7 separate regions of the Mus musculus genome follow, and regions 1, 2, 3, 4, 5 and 6 are each linked to region 7. Evidence: chromatin contacts called from public HiChIP or PLAC-seq and promoter capture Hi-C data. All regions are on one chromosome and are shown on one strand. The core of a region is the stretch at or near the end of the contact, and the rest is flanking DNA. Distances in the headings are between cores, read along the strand shown.

Region 1 (2,700 bases), core at 86-2,585, 460 kb after region 7:
TCAGTGGGTAAGAGCACTGCTGCTCTTGCAGAGGGCCAAGGTTCTGTTCTCTGAACCCTTGTGGTGGTTCACAGCCAACTATAACTCCAGTTCTAGGGGATTTAACACCCTTTTGCCTGCCTCTGCCTTCTGAGGGCTGGGACTAAAGGCTGCACTACTACCTCCTGACTCTAAAATGATTTTTTAAATCTTATCATTTTAAATTAATTTTGTTACTAAACAATGTATTTTTATATTTTTATGCACACATGGCAATAATATATATTTAAAAATTTATTTTATTTATATATGCAAGTGTTTGTCTGCATGTATGTGTGTACCACATGCATGCATTGGCCACAGAGGTCAGAAGTGTGCATCAGAGCCCCTGGAACTGAAGGTATAAATGGTTGTGAGCCACCCATGTGGGTACTGGGAATTGAACTCAGGACCTCGGCAAAAGCAACAAATGCTCTTAACCACTGATCCATCTCTCTAGCCCCATGGCAATATGATTTGCTTCATTCGTTTTTACTAGCGTGTGTAACACAAACAACGCAAACTCTTGTTTAGGCTAAGCAGGCTCTCTAACACCGAGCCACACAGCCAGCCTCATTTTAATATTTGAGACAGCCAGCTAGCCTGAATCTTGGTATTTAGTCAGGTTGCCCTCTGTCTCAAGATCCCTCTGCCAAAGCCTGTAGAGTTCTGGTCATGCCAGCTGGGTTTTTGTTTGTCTTGTTTGTTTTTTTGTTTACTTATTTATTTGAGATAGGGATTACTGTGGGCTGACACCAGGACCCGCGGTGGTGGCGCACGCCTTTAATCCAGCACTTGGGAGGCAGAGGCAGGTGGATTTCTGAGTTCGAGGCCAGCCTGGTCTACAGAGCGAGTTCCAGGACAGCCAGGGCTAGACAGAAAAACCCTGTCTCAAAAAACCAAAAAAAAAAAAAAAAAAAAAGATCTATTTATGTCAGGCATGGTAGCACATACTTTTAATCCTAGAACTCTGGAGGCAGATCCCCTGGACACTTGTGCATTAGTTACTGGAAACTGAACCCGAACCAGGCTCGATCCCCAATCCTATCCAGGTCTTCTGGATCACAAAACACTCCTACAATCAGCAATACTGCCCAAAAGTCCCAGGTCCCAAGGTAAGGAACCGCCCAGTCCCCTCCTCCTTCCCACCCCCTCCAGTTCAGAGCTCTTTTTTTTTTTTTTTTTTTCCGTCAGGCTTTGCCCTGCTCTGAGCGCGGGCGAATCGCGCGTGGGCAGCTGGGGGCGGGCTCTACCTGGATGCTCCCACTGATTGGGCCGCTGTAGGGGCGGGGCGGGACCAGGCTGCGCTGGGGAGAGTTTAGTGGAGCTCCGGCCTCTGCGCGCCAAGTTTGGGTTTCCCCCGGACGTGGTGTGTCACGTGGTGGGGAGGCTGGTTCCCGGAGCACGTGCTGGGCTGTTAGGACAGCCCGCTGCGGGGTTCCGGCTGGAGGTGTTGCTGTGGTCACTTTCCGCGCGCTCTCCAGGAATTCGGCGATCCACTTGCCTCTGCCTCCCTAGTGCTGGGATTAAAGGCGTGCGCCACCACAACGCGTTTAGTCCCTTTCATAAAGACCGGAGGAACAGACGTTTACGGCCAGCTCCCGAAACCAAGTGAACTGGAGGCCACCCTGCACCAAGGGTTGGAACCTTTTCACAAAATCCACGCTCCTAATACAAGGTATGTAATTTCTAATCTTTGCGATTGTTTCTTTTTGTTTTGTTTGAGGTGTGAGTGTCACACATGCTGTCCTCGAACTTGATGTGTAGCCAAGGATGACCTTGAACTTCTAATGGTTCTGCCTCCACCTCACCAGTAAGAGCTATCGCTCTCGGTTCATGTGGTGCTGGGATGGAACCCCTTGGTTTATACATGTTAACGAAGCTTCCGAGGTTTGTCTGTAATCACTGCTTTTGATTTACTAGTACAACCCTGATTATCTGCAGTGCGTTACTCTATCTAGGGGACAGGTTGGCTTGTAGCGTTCTTAGCCCAGTGCCTCTATTTCAAGGTCTGGAAGTTAGGTGACCTTTGGTTAGCTGAAGCAAGCACAAATGTGTTTAATTGAGCCAGGCAGTTGCTGGACCAGAAACACCAGTTTAGGCTCCGTACAGAATACATTTAAAATTTCTTCCTTGAGGGGAAATTGAATGGAGGTGAGTAATTGTGTTACCCAGGATTCTGGGAAGCACCAAAAGTAAACAGGAGTTCACATTCTGCCTCTGTTATATGACCTTAGTTAAAGCCACTCCAAGGCCTTTGAGAGCCTCCTCTCTTTATAAAGCAGGGCACAGAGAGACTCGCACTGTTCCTGTCCCCATTACAGCCTAACACGTGGGTATGGACTTTGGCAGACCTATAGACAGTAATAAGGAAATGCTGTATGTTTTCCCCAAAGTTAGCTCAAAAACGACAGTTCAGCAGCCAGGGCTCTGCAGAGAGACCCTGTCTTGGAAAACAAAATAATCAAAAGTCTATAGTGTGAAGATCTTCTTCCTAAGTAAGCCCTAAGTAAGCCAGGAGTGGTGGTGGCACACGCAGGAAGATCTCTGTGAATTCAAGGCCAGCCTGGTCTACATAGAAAAACCCTCTCTAAAAACATAAAACTAATGCCCTGGCCTGGGTATTGTGGTGTATGGCCTTTAATCCCACCCAGCAGACAAAGAGGTAGAAGTAGGCAGAGT
Region 2 (2,700 bases), core at 187-2,686, 350 kb after region 7:
GACACAACACCCACTTGTTAAAAGGAAATTATTTGCTCAGAAAAGATTCTCTCAGTAGTATGTCTGACCCCCCAACCAAGCAATAAAAATGATTGGAAGAAGGCAAATAAAAGATTGGGGGGGGGGGTTACAGAGGAAAGTGTTCATTAAATGGGGACTAAATGGCCTGGCAGCCTGGGCAAAGGTTCAAGAGTCAGTCACTGCCACTAATGACAAAATGCCCACTGCAACTTACAGAACTCTCTGTGGCAATGTGAGGTCGTACACTTGGAAAAGGATCTTGCAGTTTTTCACAAAACAAAATATCCACTGGCTATAAAACTCGGCAGTATATTCCTGAGAGCTACCCTAAGGGAATGCTGGCCAGACGACATCCACAGCCTGTTACTCATAGCAGCTCCAAACCAAAACAACACAACAACCCATTAACACGTGATGGAAAACTGGTACCTGCTTCCTGGGAAATCTCTGACACACTGGTGAACATGATAGCAGCAACAACACAGCTGATGACAGGTGGAAGCGAAGAAACCAGATACGAAAAGGTAAATACTGTGTAGTTCTTAAGAAATAGGATGTTCTTAGGAAAAGCTGTTTAGTCAATAGCGCTAAAAGTCAGGGAGCATAGCTACTTCAAAAGGAAGAAATCAATTGGAAGGGAGCCCACGGAGATCTCCATTTAGCTGTAAAATGCTTCCTTGTTGGTCTGTCCCCCGCCTCTCCCCCACCCCCAGCCCCCGCCACGCACACAGACACACATTTTGTACAGGTTTGAAGTTACAGCCTTCAAGCATTCCACTGAGGTACTCAAACTTTAATGTCTGTGTGGTGGTCTCATAGATGTGGACATCAAATTTGCACGGTAATTAACAGAATATGATTCTGTGAACATCCATGGTCGGCAAGCTTTCCTAATACTGTACTTCTAGAGAAACACTGGCTCCTGGGTAGCTAGCTCCCTAGGGACCTCATATTTCTGGCTTTCTTTGGGAGGGGTGGCTTTTCACCCAGTCCCAAACATGCCTAGGGGTAATCTCTCAATATCAGCTACAGCTGCCCGAGTGGGTGGGCTGCATAGCTCCAGCCCGCACGATTCCAGCAGAGAGTAGGTTTGCCTGTCAACACCTTGCATTTGACGTTATCTATTGCCTCAGGCTTGCAGTGAGGCTAATGCCTAATATTAAATGGCTGTCGCGGGGAGGATCTAAATTACCCCATAGGTCATTGCGTGTTTTGCATATGGGTCCGTGTGGGTCCTAAAAGTCATTCTGGGGCATTCGGGAGGACAATCGGCGCCCTGGATGGACCAGCACATCATTGTTGAAGCCGCGAGCGAAACGGGCAGCGCGGTCTCTTTAAGAGACGCCAGGAATGTATCCAAACAGACAGTGCGCGCAGCGCACGTGACTCACAGCTGATTTCCGGCCCCGCCCCCTTCTCCGGCCCGCGCCGCCGAAGAGTCAGTTCGCTGCGGCCCGCGGTCCCCAGTGTCGGCGCGCGCGATGGCGCACGCTACCCCGCCGAGCGCACTGGAGCAGGGCGGCCCCATCCGCGTGGAGCACGACCGCCAACGCCGCCAGTTCTCCGTGCGCCTCAACGGTACCGAGCTGCCTTTGTTTGCGCGCGCGCGGGCGGGACGGGGCGGGACCTGCGGGCGGACGGACAGATGGATCCCGGGGCGGGAGGGCTCCCGAACCCCCCGACTGGCACCGCCGGAGCGCGTCTGCCCGGGCAGCCCGCACCTGCTAGCGCAGCCGGCCTCCGACATCGCGGACGGAGGGCTGCCACCCTGGGTCCCAGAGAGCAGGTCACTGGTGGCCTGCCACCCCCACCCCCCGGGTGTTCGGTTGCTTCCTGCCGCCGTGGAGGAGCCTGCAGGGGCCTGGGGCATAACCTAGGGAATATGTGGCCTGGAGGAGGAGGCGGGTAGGTGATTCTGAGACTTTGGCCAGTTTGTCTAGTCAATGTGTGCATCGGTCTCCCGGAATCTGCAATGGGGATAGCTGGAGTGCAAACCGCTTTGGATGAGATGCTGTGGCAGTAAAAGTTCAGAATGACACATTTGGTGCACAGCAAGTGCTGATAAACATAGATAAATGGCTACTTTTCAACAGATAGAGAAGTCAAAGCCTCATCTGTAGCGTTTGTACCAGCAGACCGACACTCCTCCCATTGATTCTAGGGCTGGAAAAGATTGTGGAATATGGGACCTTGAGCTCTCTGTAGCCCACTCCTCCCAGCTGGGCCCTCTGGGGAGACCCGACTTAGCCACTGCCCATATTATTTTGATTGGAAGGATGCACCACTTGAGTGTGGTCGGCCAGTAGGTAGGTTGTAAGCAGTCAAGCATACGCAGCCTATCCTGACTTCCTGAGCCAACCTTCTGTGACCTGCACTTGGAGGCCAGGTCTCCCGTTTGTGCCACCTAACCACCGTGGGGGCAGCTATCACTTCCTGTGTTGTGACATACCGCCCCACTTACAGATGAGTAAACTGAGGCTGGGAGTGCAGGAAATGGGACCTGCCCAGCTTTAACAAGACCAGAGGCATATTCAAATCAGGGCCCAGCTGCCCCTTGCCCTATTCTTTCCGTAGAGAAACAAGTCCTGCTGTCATGCTGATGGTAGCTCAGCTGACTGTGACACTTGGCCCTGATCCCTTGAGAGGCCTTATCTGAGGGTTTGTTTGTTTTTTGTTTCT
Region 3 (2,700 bases), core at 65-2,564, 490 kb before region 7:
ATAATTAATTCTAGCCACCTGTGCATCCTCCCATAAATGTCTGCTTGTCTCACTTGTGAACTGGAAGTGCAGTGGATGAGAGCCTTTAAGTATACACATGGAGCAAGGCACTGCAGGTGGTGCCTATCTATTGCTTTGTCACTGGCATCTGAGTACCCACAGCAATTAAATAGAGATAAGTCTTACCCCATTTCTGAAAGTTACTGTTAATATATATTAATATAAAATATAGATAATAATAAATAATGCCTTGATACCTGGCATGCACTATATGTTTGTTATGTTATAAATAGGGATCACTGGGGGCTGGTGAGATGGCTCAGTGGGTAAGAGCACCCGACTGCTCTTCCAAAGGTCCAGAGTTCAAATCCCAGCAACCACATGGTGGCTCATAACCATCTGTAATGAGATCTGACTCCCTCTTCTGGAGTGTCTGAAGACAGCTACAGTGTATTTACTGTATAATAAATAAATAAATATTTAAAAAAAAAAGAAAGAGAGGAAGGGCCAAGTAGCCCCTTAAAAAATAGGGATCACCATATTTCAAGGTATAAAGAATTCAGCAATGATATATCAACAGCAACCAATTTGCTAGGAATGATGGCCACCCTTTTAATCCTAACACTCAGGAGGCAGAGACAGATGGATCTCTGTGAGTTCCAGGTCACCCAGAGCTACAATTTTTTAAAAAACTAACTTTTAGAATGTTTAATTATTTGTATATGTTTATGTTTATATGAGTGCAGGTGGCTGAGGAGGCCAGAGACATCAGGGAGACTTGGAGCTAGAATTACAGGCAGTTGTGAACTGCCTGACATTGGTTCTGGGAACCAAACTCAGCTTCTCTGGAAAAGCAGTATATACTCTTAACCACTGAAAAGAAGGAAGGGACAACAAAGCGAATAATTATGAATGATAACTGCTCATCGACTGTATGCTAAGAACCATGCCAAGAGGTTCGCAGATTTCTCACTCACTCCTCCCAACCCCAGGAGATGGGGGTACTGCTGTCATCTCTTTTTCAGAAGAACTCAGGTCAAAGAGGTGACTTGCTCAGTCTTGCAGGACAGTAAAGACTTGAACCCAGTCAGAACCTATGAATTTTAACCACACTTCCAACCACGCCCACTCTAATTCTCCCCCACTTTCCTCGAGTCTGACCACGCCCACACAACATCCTCCCGCCCACTCTGGCGGCCACGCCCACAGCATCAAATGCATTGCCTTCTACCCCACTTTCTGCCCCGCCCCTCTTCCTCCAGACCACGCCCCTCGACGGCCTCGCCCACTCTAGTCAGTTGCCCTCAGGCCCCGCCCCTGGCCTCGCAGTCTCGAAAGACTTTCTCGCGCTTAGAGTCGCCATTTTGCTGTAAGACGCCGTGCGGAGCTCTGTGCTCTCTTCCTTCGGCAGCCGAGGCTGCGGCGGGCCGGGCTGGGGTCGGGACCAGGTAGGCGGGCGGGAGCCTCGGCGGGCGGACGGCGGGCCCCGCGAGCTCGCGCGGTGCCGGGCGGGAGCCATGGCCCTTGTTGCTCCGGGGCGAGCCCGGGGCCCCGTGTTCGGCTCCACCAGCCTTAGTGGATGATTGGGCTCCAATCAGACGTAGGAGGAGCGGCATAAGATACTCTGCAGAAAAATCTCTTCCTCAATCTGTTACATTATTGATAAGGATTTATTTTTCTTATATCGATATTGGCAGAGTTTGGGTGTTTAGCTTTTGTGAGGGATACGAAAATACTGAACCGAGCTTTGAGGCCTGAGGAAGTGTGAGTTCTAATGTTTTATGTTTTTTTTTTTTCTTTTTTTTTTTTTTTCTTGCGGTTCTGGAGTCGAATGCAAGGTGAAGCAATGCAAGCGGCCTGCCATTGACCCATCTCATGCCCTAGTGCTTAACAATTTAAATGCACAAATAAAAATAAAATAGGTGCGTGCCCCTAAGCCCCACTATAGGAAACCTTTCTTGTCTTTTAACTGCTGTAGTTTGTATCATTATTATCCAATTTTTGCAGAGATATGCACATTATATTCATTAGCTACTCTGTGGTTTAACATAGAACCAGTGTTTCTGTTCTTAAATAATCTTGCAGTTTGTGGGGCTTGATGGCACACCCCTTAATCTCAGAGACTGGTGAAAGGATCTTGAGGGCTCATGGTCCACAGAGCGAGTTCCTGGCAAACAGGGCTACAAAGTTGTTGGGGGTTTTTTGTTTGTTTGTTTGTTTGTTTGTTTTGTTTTGTTTTTAAATTGTACTTTCTATCATTGACAATATAGCTCTATACTTGGGATAAGCTCCAAGAATTGACAACACCAAAACATAGTTCTGTGCTCTTTCTTTGGCATTTAGTATGTATCTTTTTTTCTGATAAGGTATGTTTGCAATAGACATTTCAAAATCTGGGTATTTGATTCTATTGCCTGTAGTTCATCAGGTTGCCAAGTCATGCTCTGTATGACTGAGAGTCGCAACCTATTGTTGTATGCAGGGAACTGTATTGCATATCAGACTGCTACCCCACTCTGTCCTTCAGGGGCCACTGTTATGAGGAAGAGGTTACCTCGTATGACTTCGTTAAAGTCTGGGAAGTAATGTCAAACCTGTTTTCCTATTAAAACTGCTTCCCCAGGTGTGGGGGCTGGAGAACTGGCTGGTTAAGAATACTAGTTGTTCAAGACTGAGTCAGTTCCAGCACCCACCCACGTG
Region 4 (2,700 bases), core at 86-2,585, 390 kb before region 7:
TGAACTGAACTTGGATCTGGACAGTCTCCCACCCCAGGTCTTTCTGAGGCCAAACTGGTTGAGTGTGCATAGGACCCAGAGCCAACAACTTAGGTAGATACACCAGCACCTTAGCTTGAAGAAGGGGGTGCACAAAGGTATGTGGTTGCTTTAGGACCCCAGCTTAGAGCTTTAGACACCCAGGGGACCGAACAAAGAAAGGCTCAAGAATTAAAGCAATGGAGATTGGCTCACACTACACTACACTACACTACACTACACTACACTACACTACACTACACTACACTACACTACACTACACTACACACGTACAGACACCTTGCTGAGCCTCGCTCACTGCAGCCAAGCCATGGTCTTCCACAGCCAGGAGATCCACACTGAGCCTGGGACCCATGTACAGGATAGCTCTAAAGAGTCTGTCTCCGTGCTTGAATCTTCGAGCCAGGGCTCAGGGTGGTAGCCATCTAGCCCTGTGTCTGTTGCTCCAGGGGGTCACAATAGGGGCAGTGGAGGGCACAGGATGGGCCACTAGCATTCCAGTGTCCATGGTTCAGCATGGCCACTCTCCTGTGCCCCCTCAGCTCTCCTGTCATATGCAAACTTCTAAGTAAGGGCATCCCCGGTAGAGATTTCACACACTCGTGTGTCTAATGACTTGGAAGACAACCACTGTGAGTGAAAGTGGCTCAGGTGAGAACAAATGAAGTATAGCGTTCTATTTCTCCTTTCCCATCAATACAGCTTAATCTCAGCTATTTTAGCCCAATTAAGTTAGAATGTCTGCTTATTTTAGACTCTCTCTCTGTCTCTCTGTCTCTCTCTGTCTCTCTCTCTCTCTCTCTCTCTCTCTCACACACACACACACACACATACACACACTCTTACACACACACACGATTTCTACCTCTGTGTCTCTCTGTTTCTCTCTGTGTTACTGATCTCAAAATTTGTCTATTAAACTTTTCTTTAAAAACAAACAAACAAAACCCTAGAAAACAGTGGGATTTAGGCAACTCCCACCAGACTCTGTGGCCTCAGACTCTCAAATGACCCCAAAGGAAGGATCAGTAATAAATACTATTCCACTTTCCTAAATGAGGAAACTGAAGAGGGTAGAGGCAGCTAACCTGAGCCTGTCCCTCACAGCCCAGACTCCCAGGACTCTCTGAGGTGCTGGTTCTAACCCTACCAACCCTGTTGGCCCACTCAGCCCAGCTCCAGCCTTCTGTACCTTAAGCGTGTCCCCCTTGTTGAAGGCCAGCTCGTCACTCTCGGTAGCCTGGAAGCTGTACAGGGCCACGGACTCCATCCCACTGTCCCTGGGCTTCAGCCGAGGACCCAGCAGCTACAGCTTCCTGCTTCCTGCAGGAGAGGACCACTTCCTTTGTTTTGAGTATTTGTTCTTTTGAAGCTGCAGCCGGAAACTGCCCTTGATGGGGGAGAAACAGGAAGCAAAGACATGTCACCCTTGTCATAGCTCAGAGAGGGTGTGCTCATAAACCCACTTTGGCTGTGGGGGAGTCCCCATTAGGACGATGCAGAGCTGTCTCGTGCTTGGCCTCTGTCTCTCAGCCTTCACATTTCTTATCTGTTTTAAATGGAGTTTCTATTGCTGTGAAAAACACCAAAACCAAAAGTGACTTGGGAGGAAAAGGTTTATTTGGCTTAGATTATAGTCTATCAGGAAAGCCAAGGCAAGAACCTGGAGGCAGGAACTGAAGCAGAGACCACGGAGGGACACTGCTTACTGGCTTGCTTCCCATGGCTTGCTCAGCCAACTTTCTTATACACCCAGAGCATCTGCCCAGGGGTGGAACTTCCCACAGAGAACCAGACTCATCCACACCAGTCATTAGTCAGGAAAACGTCCCCACAGACTTGTCCACAAGCCAATTCTCAACTCAAGCTGCCTCTGGCTTGTGTCAAGTTGAAAACAACAACAACAACAAAAAACCAAACAAACAAAAAAACAAACAAACAAAACAACTAAGCAGGACAACTGCTGATACCTGTAGCGAGATTCCTAAGCACCCACCACCTCAAACCCAAATTCCAGCCTACGTTCAAGACACTTCCAACCGTCTCCTCTCACCTGCTCCACACAGCTCCCTCATGTACCCTTTTGGGTATTCCACTACAAGCAAACTCCAGGCTGGAGAGCCATTGTGGTGGGCACACCACCTTTTCCTACTTGCCCAGGAAGCTCCTATTCACCTATGAAAACCTCACTAATAAGGCCCCTGTTGTGCTTTAAACATCGAGTACCACCTGAGCTTTCTGTAGCTTGTGGTCTGAAGGCATTACAGCTCTGCGATTGTTAAGGGAAGGCTGTGACACTGATGCAGACAGCAGTCTGGTGAGTACTAGGGGGTAAAGCACAACACGGAGAAACACAGCTATACATTTGCAACCACATGGAACCACAGAGAGCCAGTATTCTCCAAACACACAGGGACAGCTAAAGAACCCAGGCTGTGGGATGGGTACCAGATGGATCCAGATGAAGCCAGATTTTTATTTTATTTTATTTCATTTATTTACTTATTTTTAGTTTTATTTCTAAATTATTTTTTATTATTTATTTAGTTAGTTAGTTAGTTTTTCGAGACAGGGTTTTCTCTGTGTAGCTCTGGCTGTCCTGGAACTCACTTTGTAGACCAGGCTGGCCTCGAACTCAAAAATCCTCCTGCCTCTGCCTCC
Region 5 (2,700 bases), core at 188-2,687, 440 kb before region 7:
CCCATACCCGAGGCCAGCAGGCTTCCAGACACTAGCCGTGAACCCCGCTGGCCAACAGGACACTGTGGGCCCATGTGCAAAATGCTCATTTAATAGTTATTTTAAATACAAATAAAATACTCTATTTCACTCTTTTTCTTTTTTTTCAACCTCAACCTTCCTGGAGCAGGAAATATGAGGTAGGGGTTCCAGTTTGATGCATGAAGTTATCTGTGAGATGAGGGTAGGAGGATCCTGGGAGTCAGGACCACCCAGAACCAACCCACTCTGCCCCACCCTCCAGCTTTCAACCAGATCGGTGGTTATGAGCAGCTGGAGGCGGCGTATGCCCAGGCCATCCCCTCCAGGACCATCCCCAACACCACCTGCCACCTGCCGCGAGCAGACGCCATGCATATGTTCCGGGACCCTTCCACAGGAGACCTCCCGTGGACTGGGATGACCTTTGGTCTGACCATCATGGCCACCTGGTACTGGTGCACTGACCAGGTGAGCGCCAACATTGCCCACCCCCACCTGCTGCCCTCTGGGGCGGGGTTGGGTCCATCTAGGCTGCTAGGGTTCCTTGTGGTCTCGGGCCCTGCGCTTAGAGTCCGAAGGGGCCCACTGGCTGCCACCTGCCCTGGCCTTTAGGTGCTTCGATTGAGACAATTTGGAGTATGGGATTCCGAAGGGACTGGCATGTTCCTCAGTGGCCCTGAGCTCTGCTCGGAGGCGAGTGTTTCGGGTTGGCCTTGGGCTCCCAGGATCTGGTAGCATTCTGGGTGTTGGGCTCCCCTTGGGCTGCCAGTGGTGGGGGCCTGCTGCGGCTGGGCTTGCTTTCTTGGAAGAGCTCTGGGTACCATCAGCAGCAGGCCGGAAACGGGGAGGCCCTGGGGTCCTTGAGGTAGTACTTCCATGTCGGTGGAAATGCTGGCCCTGGAGAGAAAAAGGAGAGTGAGTTCCTGGATGGTGTAGTGGGAGGGCTAACAGGACTCCTGCTGCATAACCAGACAGAAGGTTTAACCACTCAGTCAGTGCCTCAGTCTCCTCATCTGTAATATGGACTGGTTCTTCCCTGTGTGGTTTGTGCCCCATTCCATCCCTCTGCAAACAGGGTTAGACATGAATGGGGGACCAGAGCTGGTTGTTGGTGGCAGTGTCTCCATCTGAGCCTGGATGTCCAATGAGCACTGAGGTCATTCTGACCTCTCCTCATGAACCTCCAGCTGACCTCAGACACCCACTTCCCTTCTCTGGGCACAAGGGATCAATGCCTGCCCAGCCGGTGGGCAGCCCTGGAGAAGTGGAGCAGGGACGGGCCCTGTGGTGGGCATAGGTTCACTGCTGATCACTGGTGACTAGAGCCCTAGTCACATTGAGCCCACCAGGTGATGGCCAGCAGCTAGTGAGGACTGTGACAGTTTATAGAGCGCCTTGTGCACACACACACCTGCCTCCCTGTGAATCTAGCAGAGTCAGCTGCACTCACAGGCTGAACATCAAAGTCCAGAAACAGACCTGATGGGTACCAAATGGAAAAACATTTCACATGGATTTCCAAAAGTAGGAATCTATACGGGCTGGGAGGTGACAGAGGCACCGGGAGGCTGAACCTTCATTCCCAGTTAGTAACTTGCTGCTCTCCTTTGGGACCCCAGATGCCTGAGGCTCCCATCTGGCCTTTACCCCCTCCCTGCCCAGGCCTTTCAGGTACCTTGTAGCAGGCTCAACCCTTTTCCTTTGAGGACTGTGGGCCAACCCAGGAGGGTGAAAGGCAGTCTGGAGGGCCTGCTAGATTAAATGAGCCCCTAATCCCTGCCTCCTCTTGCTTCCTCCCACCGGGCAGGTCTGGCCTAGCCCCACATCTCTGGGTAGAATGCCATTCGGAAGCATTTCCCGTGAAAGCCAATGAGTCAGCATCTATCCTGCCCTCTTGGCTGAATGAGTGCAGATAAGGAGGAAAGAGGTTAGAAGAGGTCAACTAGGAATACAGAGGATGGTCCCCGCTGACCCTAGATGGCTACAGCACCAGCCATGACTCCCTAGCCTCACCTTGGGCAGAGTTTACTACAGGATGCCAGGTCTTGGTATTAAAACACAGACCCTGGGCTCCAGATGACTCACTGGCACCAGAGGGTCTGACTGAACTCTCCCCTGCACGCTGAACTACATGCCTTTCCCTAGCTACAGGTTAACCCACAGTGCTGACCATTTTGTCATCAGAAAGCCAATAGCAGGCTGGGCATGGTGGGACACACCTTTAATCCCCAACACTTGGGAGACTGAGGCAGGTAGATCTCTGTGTGTTCAAGGCTAGTCTGGTCTACACAGAGTTCCAGGTCAACCAGGGTAACATAGTGAGAACCTGTCTTTAAAAAAGAAAAAGAAAGCGGGGGAGGGGGGAGAGGATAATAGGAAATGAAGCCTTGGTGGGGCTCTGTCACCTCTCCCAGGCCTCACTGCCCCTGGGTATAAAGCAGAAGGGGCAGAAGGGCACACAGTAGGCCTCCTGGGATCCTGGAAGCATAGAAAGACACATAGTAGGCCTCCTGGGATCCCGGAAGCATGGGAGGCTCCTGATTTCTGTGCCCAGCTGATATGTATGACAAGAGATGAACTGTCTTCCTCTTGGCCAGCAGCATCTTCCAACACAGCCATGACTACAAAAACAGCTAAGAACTTTGACAAGTACATGGCAACCCAGGGCCCTGAGGAGCC
Region 6 (2,700 bases), core at 179-2,678, 350 kb before region 7:
GCGTGCTCCACCACGCCCAGCTTTTCTTTTTTTTTAAAGACAGGGTTTCCTGTAGTCCATGAAAGTTCAAGATGGCCTTGAACTTCCAAGGATGGCCTTCAATATCTGATCCTCCAGCCTCTGCCTCCAGAGTGCTGGGATTAAAGGTGTATGCCACCGCACCCGGCCCGAGACATATTCTTAATTAATGACTGATGTGGGAAGGCCCAGCCACTGTGAGCAGTGCTACCCCTAGGCTAGTGGTCGTAGGGGCAAAAGGACCATGGGGAACAATCCTGTAAGCAGCTCTCCTCCCTGGTCTCTGCCTCAGTTCTTGTCTCCAGGTTTCCACCTTGAATGCCTGCCCTGACTTAATGATGGGATGTGAGCCAAATAAGCCCTTTCTTCCCCAGGTTGCTTTTGGCCCTGGTGTTTCATCATAGCGACAGAAATCAAATGAAGACACACATAATTAAAAATAAATCTTGAAAAAAAAGAGTAACCAAGGAAAACACCCATTGACCTCTATCCTCCACGTGTGCACACGCGCGCGCGCGCACACACACACACACTATTTATTAACCATTTTTAATAAAGCTATGGGACAATCCTTGCACCCCTAAATTTTTAGGTAAATATTTGTGTATTTTATGTGCATGTGAGTGTGTTTTGAGAAAAAGTCTGCAGGTGCAGAAGCTAGAGCCTCCTGCAGGTGGTGAGGACAGATTTTTTTTTCTCCATATTATTTCTGTTTGTTTGTTTGTTTGTTCGTTTGTTTGAGACGGGGTCACTCTGCATGGGTATGTATGCCAAACTGGTGAGTTCTGCTTCCCTCAGCCATCTGAATGCTGGGATGAAAAGCATGTACCACCACGCCTGGCTTTCCCATTCTACCATTCTGTCTGTCTATATCTACCTACCTACCTATCCGTGTGTGTGTGTGTGTGTGTGTGTGTGTGTGTGTGTGTGTCCCAGCACGTGAGAGCATTCTCACTGCCACAGTGCGCTTGGGCAGGTTCTTGAGTCTATTCTCCTCTAAGTCATCAATATAGCCTAGATTTTTTTCCTAAGTGCACTTAAAAAAGAAAAGCTCTGGGAATGGAAGCCAAGGCTGTACAAACGTTAGACAACTTCCAACTCACCGCTTTCCCTTTGCCTTTTGACTCTCTTGACTTTCTGCCCAAACCCTCCTTCGAATCGGTTTATCCTCCACCATCACACCACCCTCTTCAGGTACCAGTTAAGTAAAAAAATTCCTTAAGTTTCTTTCACTGAGTAGAGAGACCCATCCCTTCACAGGCTCAAGAACCAGGCGTCCAGGGTGCGCCTTACTCGGTCCACAACGGACAGTTTCAACGTGTAGGAGTGCGGTGGGAAGCCGCATGCGCAGGGACGAGCACTTTCCCCGCGATGTGCAAACAGCACCACCGCCCTTCTGCCCTCTTGCGGCAGGCACCTTAGGCCTCCCTCCTGCCGCCGTTCTGGATGCTCAAACCACCAAAACCCAGCCCAGCGCAGGCATTTGGCCACCCAGGCTGAGTTTCCTCAGATGTAGAGACCCACACAGAGACCAGAAAGTAAAGTGTGTGTGGTAGCTGCAGGCAGGGTGGGGTAGGGTGCAGACCCCCAACTGTCCAACCCACGGAACTCAATCTCCAAGTTTCCAGTTTTGCCCTCAGACCCAGCCCCCCCCCCCCAGCTCTGCGGACTCAGCACCCACCCCGACCCAGCTTTTGGTATCCCAGCTTCCCCAGCTCCCCATCCCCCACCCACCCACCACGCCCAGCTCCCCAGCCTCACAGGTGGCCGTCACTCCTAGTCTCTCTGCTCCCTAGTTCCCCAGTTCCCGACTCTACAATCCCTTAACCCCGTTCCCGCAGTATCTCAGCCCCACAGCTCTCTAGACACCCCCCTCCCCCAGTCCTCCCCCATCTCAGCGCCCCCACCCCCCAGCATCACAGGGCGCGGTCGCGAGGGCAGTTGGCCAGGAGCGGCCAGCTGGGGGCGCTTCTGCCTTGCGGTTCCTGCGCTCGGGAATTTTCCACCCCAGGAACTCACAAATTGTTCTCCCATTATCTGATTTAAATAAAATGTGTATGTGTGTATTTTAAAAAGCTCTGATGGGTCAGGCTCACTGAGGTAACAATACAAACAAGTACTGCCAACCAAGAACGCGACCAAACGCTGAAGGAGCCTGGCCTCAGTCAAAGAAAGCTTGCTCTCTTCCTAAAGGAGATGGATAAACAATCGGACAGCAGGTTTGATTTGGTTTGGGGTCAACCCGCTGTCACTGAACTGCACCCCAACCAAAGATGGCAATTCTTCAGAATTTAAATTCTAATTCAGATGCTCGTAAGGAAACCCATGGTTTCATAGTGATATTGTGTTTCAAACAAAACAAAAGAGACACAGAAAATGAAACAAAAATTCACAGACCATTACTCTTTCTTTTACAATACTTCCTCCTTCTCCTCCTCTTCCTCCTCTTCCTCCTCCTCCTCCTCCTCCTCCTCCTCCTCCTTCTTCACATTGAAATGTAGACAGATGTAGTTGTGCATGGCAGCCTGTGCCTTTAATTCCAGAGCTAGGAAACTAGAGGCAGCTTTTTCTGAGCTCCAGGCCAGCCTGCTCCACAAAGTGATTTACAGGCCAGCCAGAGCTTCATAAGACCCTGCCTTAAAGATAGATAGATAGATAGATAGATAGATAGATAGATAGATA
Region 7 (2,700 bases), core at 181-2,680:
TACATTCTGAATGTATCAGTGACGCTGAAGGGGAACTAGTCAAACCCACCCAGTTACTTCATGCAGGAAGGATTTCAGGAATAATGAAGGAAGCATGGGGGTGGAGTGGGGCGGATGGTCTCAAAGATCAGAAACTGCTCCAATGAATCTCAGCTGAAACTCATTGCAGTACTGCCCACTTCTGTGCCATTTGGAGACACTGTGACTGTCATCCTCTAGGACTAGGAGCCACCTTGTCCAAGAAATTCCTAGAGGCAGGAATATACTGACTCTCCTTCCACGATAGAAATGCCAGCACCTGCCACACTACTGAGTCCATGGGGAAACAGAAATCTTTAGTGTCCTGGTAGTCTGTCCTTCCTTCCTTCCTTACTTTCTTCCTCTGGCAGAACTTCCTGGGAGGCCAAGGAGGGAGGAGAACCTACTCTGGGCTCCTGAACTACAGAGTGTAAAACGGTAAGTACAGAGCTAAGAAGTAACAGATTCATAGTCGCCAACCAATCAAGCAAGCAGCCTATTAGAGTGCTATTGCTATATATAGTAGATATGTAGTATGGTTTGAACCACTCATTATTGGGCTCAACATATATTTTGAAGATCAAGTCAAAGAGACAGGGAACACTGTAGGAAGTATGAGTTGTTTGCTGAAGAATAATAAAAAGTTCTAATGAAATTAACTATAAGAAGTCCATTATAAGTGTAAATAGAGATTAGCATTTAAATGTGTCCTTGGGAGTCCAAGGAAAGATTGGGTGAGAGCCTTCTCTGCTCTCTACTGGTAGAATTAGATGAGTGACTGCGCGGAGAGAACTTAGTCCCAGACATTTGAATACTTTAATGGGTCAGAAAAGGGAGAAATCCAGAGATGGAAAACCTAGGGAACGCCAAGGAAGGGAAGCGGAAATGTTTCCAGAAGATGGGAAGGACAACACAAAGTGACCGCCGTCGCTGAGCAGCCCCAGATGGGTACGAAAGTCAACCATTGCTAATTAGCCTGGAGAGGAAATTTGGGAAAAAACCTTGGATGGTACGCAGTAGAGAGGATTGAAAATCAGTGTGGGCGATGACAATGCTTGTGTGTGTGTGTGTGTGTGTGTGTGTATACACTGGATTCACCTCCTTCGCGTGCGTCACCCGGCCCGCCCCACCCAGGCCCGCCCTACCCAGGCCCAGCGACTTTGCCTCTGAATCTGAGGCACTGCAGGCGAAGGGAGACTACTTCCGGCCGGGTGAGCACCCTCGGGCCTCAGTTCCTCCTCCTAGAGGACGCTTGGCTCTTTTCTGAAGCCAGAAGGACTTCTTCCGCGTCTTCGCGTGCCAAAAATTGCACCTACACACCCGGCGCCCGGGGACCGCAATCCCGCGGCTAGATTAGAGGTAAGGGGCGGGGCCTCATAGTCACGTGCAGCAGCTCAGCCAATGAGTGCGCACTTTGTCGTTAGCAGGGAAGTGCTGGGGTTTGGCCCACACCCGGGCCGGGTCTAGGCCAGTAGGCGGATAGGACCCAGCAGCGGAAAGTGGCAGTGAGCTGTGGCATCATCCATAGCAGCTCCTTACTGGTACTGTGCTCCCTCACCTGCCTCGCTCCGCGTTCTCCTCAGGCCCGGCCATGGAGCGCCAGGTCCTACGGCTTCGCCAGGCGTTCCGGTCCGGCCGATCTCGGCCGCTGCGCTTCCGATTGCAGCAGCTTGAGGCCCTGCGGAGGATGGTGCAAGAGCGCGAGAAGGAAATCTTAGCAGCCATCGCGGCAGACCTGAGCAAAGTGAGCCTCCACAGGGTGGGAGGGGCCCGATGAGCCACCTTATTCCTTCTCTGTAGCAGGTTGTTTGGTTTTGTTTATCCAGCAGTTAAGAGGAAGCAGAGTACCCTGGACTCTGGACTCTCCAGCCCCGCTTAGAGCCCAAACTGTTGTATTTGCACTCATATTGAAGTGCATACTTTACTTGGCGCCGGCAATTTCTCGTCTGCGAACGCTCTGTATAGCCTTGCCCATTTCTGCTGCGTTCATAGTCTCTTTCCTTACAATGTGCAGTTAACTCTGGATAGGCTGGATCTCAGTAGTTTGTCTGCTTGGTAGGTTTCAGCTATTTCACTCCCTGTCTTTATTTCATGACGTTAAAAGAATGGTTTCTTTTTGTTGACAGTTCTTTTTATTTCCTATAATCTTCAGCACTGAAATTCCCCATATGACTTTGTGTGACATTAATCATATACATGATTGACCTCCAGTATACAGACAATCACCCTGGGGACCTGATAAAATACAAATCCTGACTTAGTCCTCGTGAGACTGTGTCTGAGATTTCTAATGAGGGCCCAGGTGATAACATATGGCCTGTTTAGAAGCAAGCTTTGAGTACCAAGGTTTTAAGTAGTGTTCAAGGTACAACTATGGTCTGTTGTACTCTCTAGTAATATTATTTCTCCCTTTTACTTTCTATCTGTATTCCAGGCATGGTAAGACCTCTATTTTCAGATTTTCAATCAAAGACTGCTTCAAAAAGTGGTAACAGTAGTTGTAGTAGAATCTAGAAACCTTCCTTCAGAGTACTTCTGGTAAAGAGGGGCTGTGGTAATTAGTAAACAAGATAGGATAGTGAATATTAAAACTCTGTGAATCATCCACTCCTCAAACATCAGATAGTTTGTGTATGTTTGTTCATACATAGCGTTCCTGAAGAAAATATATTAAGTCCAGAA

What was found. Promoter capture Hi-C pulls out the DNA fragments that hold promoters and counts their contacts. HiChIP or PLAC-seq counts read pairs in DNA pulled down with a chosen protein or histone mark. Capture Hi-C pulls out chosen DNA fragments and counts their contacts.
Region 1: a contact with region 7 is called in an HNF4G HiChIP or PLAC-seq map of pancreatic cancer cells. The contact joins the promoter of Shmt1 here to the promoter of Aldh3a2 in region 7. A contact is called at or near these places in 3 of 115 datasets of contacts at active chromatin or transcription factors (extraembryonic endoderm stem cells, microglia and pancreatic cancer cells) and 1 of 9 other capture datasets (liver).
Region 2: a contact with region 7 is called in a promoter capture Hi-C map of adipose tissue. The contact joins the promoter of Natd1 here to the promoter of Aldh3a2 in region 7. A contact is called at or near these places in 1 of 484 Hi-C or Micro-C datasets (olfactory sensory neurons), 3 of 115 datasets of contacts at active chromatin or transcription factors (bone marrow-derived macrophages, embryonic stem cells and extraembryonic endoderm stem cells) and 3 of 9 other capture datasets (adipose tissue, liver and pancreatic islet).
Region 3: a promoter capture Hi-C map of second pharyngeal arch cranial neural crest shows a contact between it and region 7. The contact joins the promoter of Prpsap2 here to the promoter of Aldh3a2 in region 7. A contact is called at or near these places in 8 of 39 promoter capture datasets (the C10 cell line, cranial neural crest, embryonic stem cells and 5 more), 2 of 484 Hi-C or Micro-C datasets (CD4 T cells and regulatory T cells), 1 of 115 datasets of contacts at active chromatin or transcription factors (bone marrow-derived macrophages) and 3 of 9 other capture datasets (adipose tissue, liver and pancreatic islet).
Region 4: a contact with region 7 is called in an H3K4me3 HiChIP or PLAC-seq map of embryonic forebrain, with 4 times the contacts expected there. The contact joins the promoter of Grap here to the promoter of Aldh3a2 in region 7. A contact is called at or near these places in 2 of 39 promoter capture datasets (the C10 cell line and embryonic stem cells), 1 of 484 Hi-C or Micro-C datasets (B cells), 5 of 115 datasets of contacts at active chromatin or transcription factors (astrocytes, embryonic forebrain, memory CD8 T cells and 2 more) and 2 of 9 other capture datasets (adipose tissue and embryonic stem cells).
Region 5: a contact with region 7 is called in an HNF4G HiChIP or PLAC-seq map of pancreatic cancer cells. The contact joins the enhancer-like site here to the promoter of Aldh3a2 in region 7. A contact is called at or near these places in 1 of 39 promoter capture datasets (the 3T3-L1 cell line), 2 of 115 datasets of contacts at active chromatin or transcription factors (forebrain and pancreatic cancer cells) and 2 of 9 other capture datasets (embryonic stem cells and pancreatic islet).
Region 6: a contact with region 7 is called in a FOXA1 HiChIP or PLAC-seq map of pancreatic cancer cells. The contact joins the enhancer-like site here to the promoter of Aldh3a2 in region 7. A contact is called at or near these places in 7 of 39 promoter capture datasets (the 3T3-L1 cell line, the C10 cell line, cranial neural crest and 3 more), 2 of 484 Hi-C or Micro-C datasets (embryonic stem cells and uterus) and 2 of 115 datasets of contacts at active chromatin or transcription factors (craniofacial prominence and pancreatic cancer cells).

What each region holds. Positions count from the first base shown.
Region 1 is chr11:60,809,900-60,812,599 of GRCm38.p6, reverse strand. Shmt1 (serine hydroxymethyltransferase 1 (soluble)) reads left to right here and starts at 1,335. Exons shown (of 12, transcript NM_009171.2): 1 at 1,335-1,696.
Region 2 is chr11:60,912,528-60,915,227 of GRCm38.p6, reverse strand. Natd1 (N-acetyltransferase domain containing 1) reads left to right here and starts at 1,436. Exons shown (of 3, transcript NM_025294.5): 1 at 1,436-1,599. The coding sequence starts at 1,503.
Region 3 is chr11:61,760,702-61,763,401 of GRCm38.p6, reverse strand. It overlaps Prpsap2 (phosphoribosyl pyrophosphate synthetase-associated protein 2), which reads left to right and starts at 1,314. Exons shown (of 12, transcript NM_144806.2): 1 at 1,314-1,448.
Region 4 is chr11:61,651,956-61,654,655 of GRCm38.p6, reverse strand. It overlaps Grap (GRB2-related adaptor protein), which reads right to left and starts at 1,335. Exons shown (of 5, transcript NM_027817.3): 1 at 1,232-1,335. The coding sequence starts at 1,309.
Region 5 is chr11:61,705,583-61,708,282 of GRCm38.p6, reverse strand. It overlaps Slc5a10 (solute carrier family 5 (sodium/glucose cotransporter), member 10), which reads left to right. Exons shown (of 15, transcript NM_001382268.1): 8 at 284-489. Fam83g (family with sequence similarity 83, member G) reads right to left here. Exons shown (of 5, transcript NM_178618.3): 5 at 1-918. The coding sequence ends at 556. Among named protein-coding and RNA genes, the nearest start is that of Slc5a10, 13 kb to the left of the region's middle. Within about 2 kb of position 1,437, at least 12 of the 459 cell types and tissues checked have an H3K27ac peak or open chromatin away from gene starts, as enhancers often do. A contact at or near this core is called in pancreatic cancer cells and pancreatic islet, where this site is marked.
Region 6 is chr11:61,619,204-61,621,903 of GRCm38.p6, reverse strand. No RefSeq gene overlaps it. Among named protein-coding and RNA genes, the nearest start is that of Grap, 33 kb to the left of the region's middle. Within about 2 kb of position 1,428, at least 131 of the 459 cell types and tissues checked have an H3K27ac peak or open chromatin away from gene starts, as enhancers often do. A contact at or near this core is called in embryonic stem cells, hippocampal neurons, pancreatic cancer cells and 1 more, where this site is marked.
Region 7 is chr11:61,265,916-61,268,615 of GRCm38.p6, reverse strand. Aldh3a2 (aldehyde dehydrogenase family 3, subfamily A2) reads left to right here and starts at 1,430. Exons shown (of 10, transcript NM_007437.5): 1 at 1,430-1,762. The coding sequence starts at 1,610.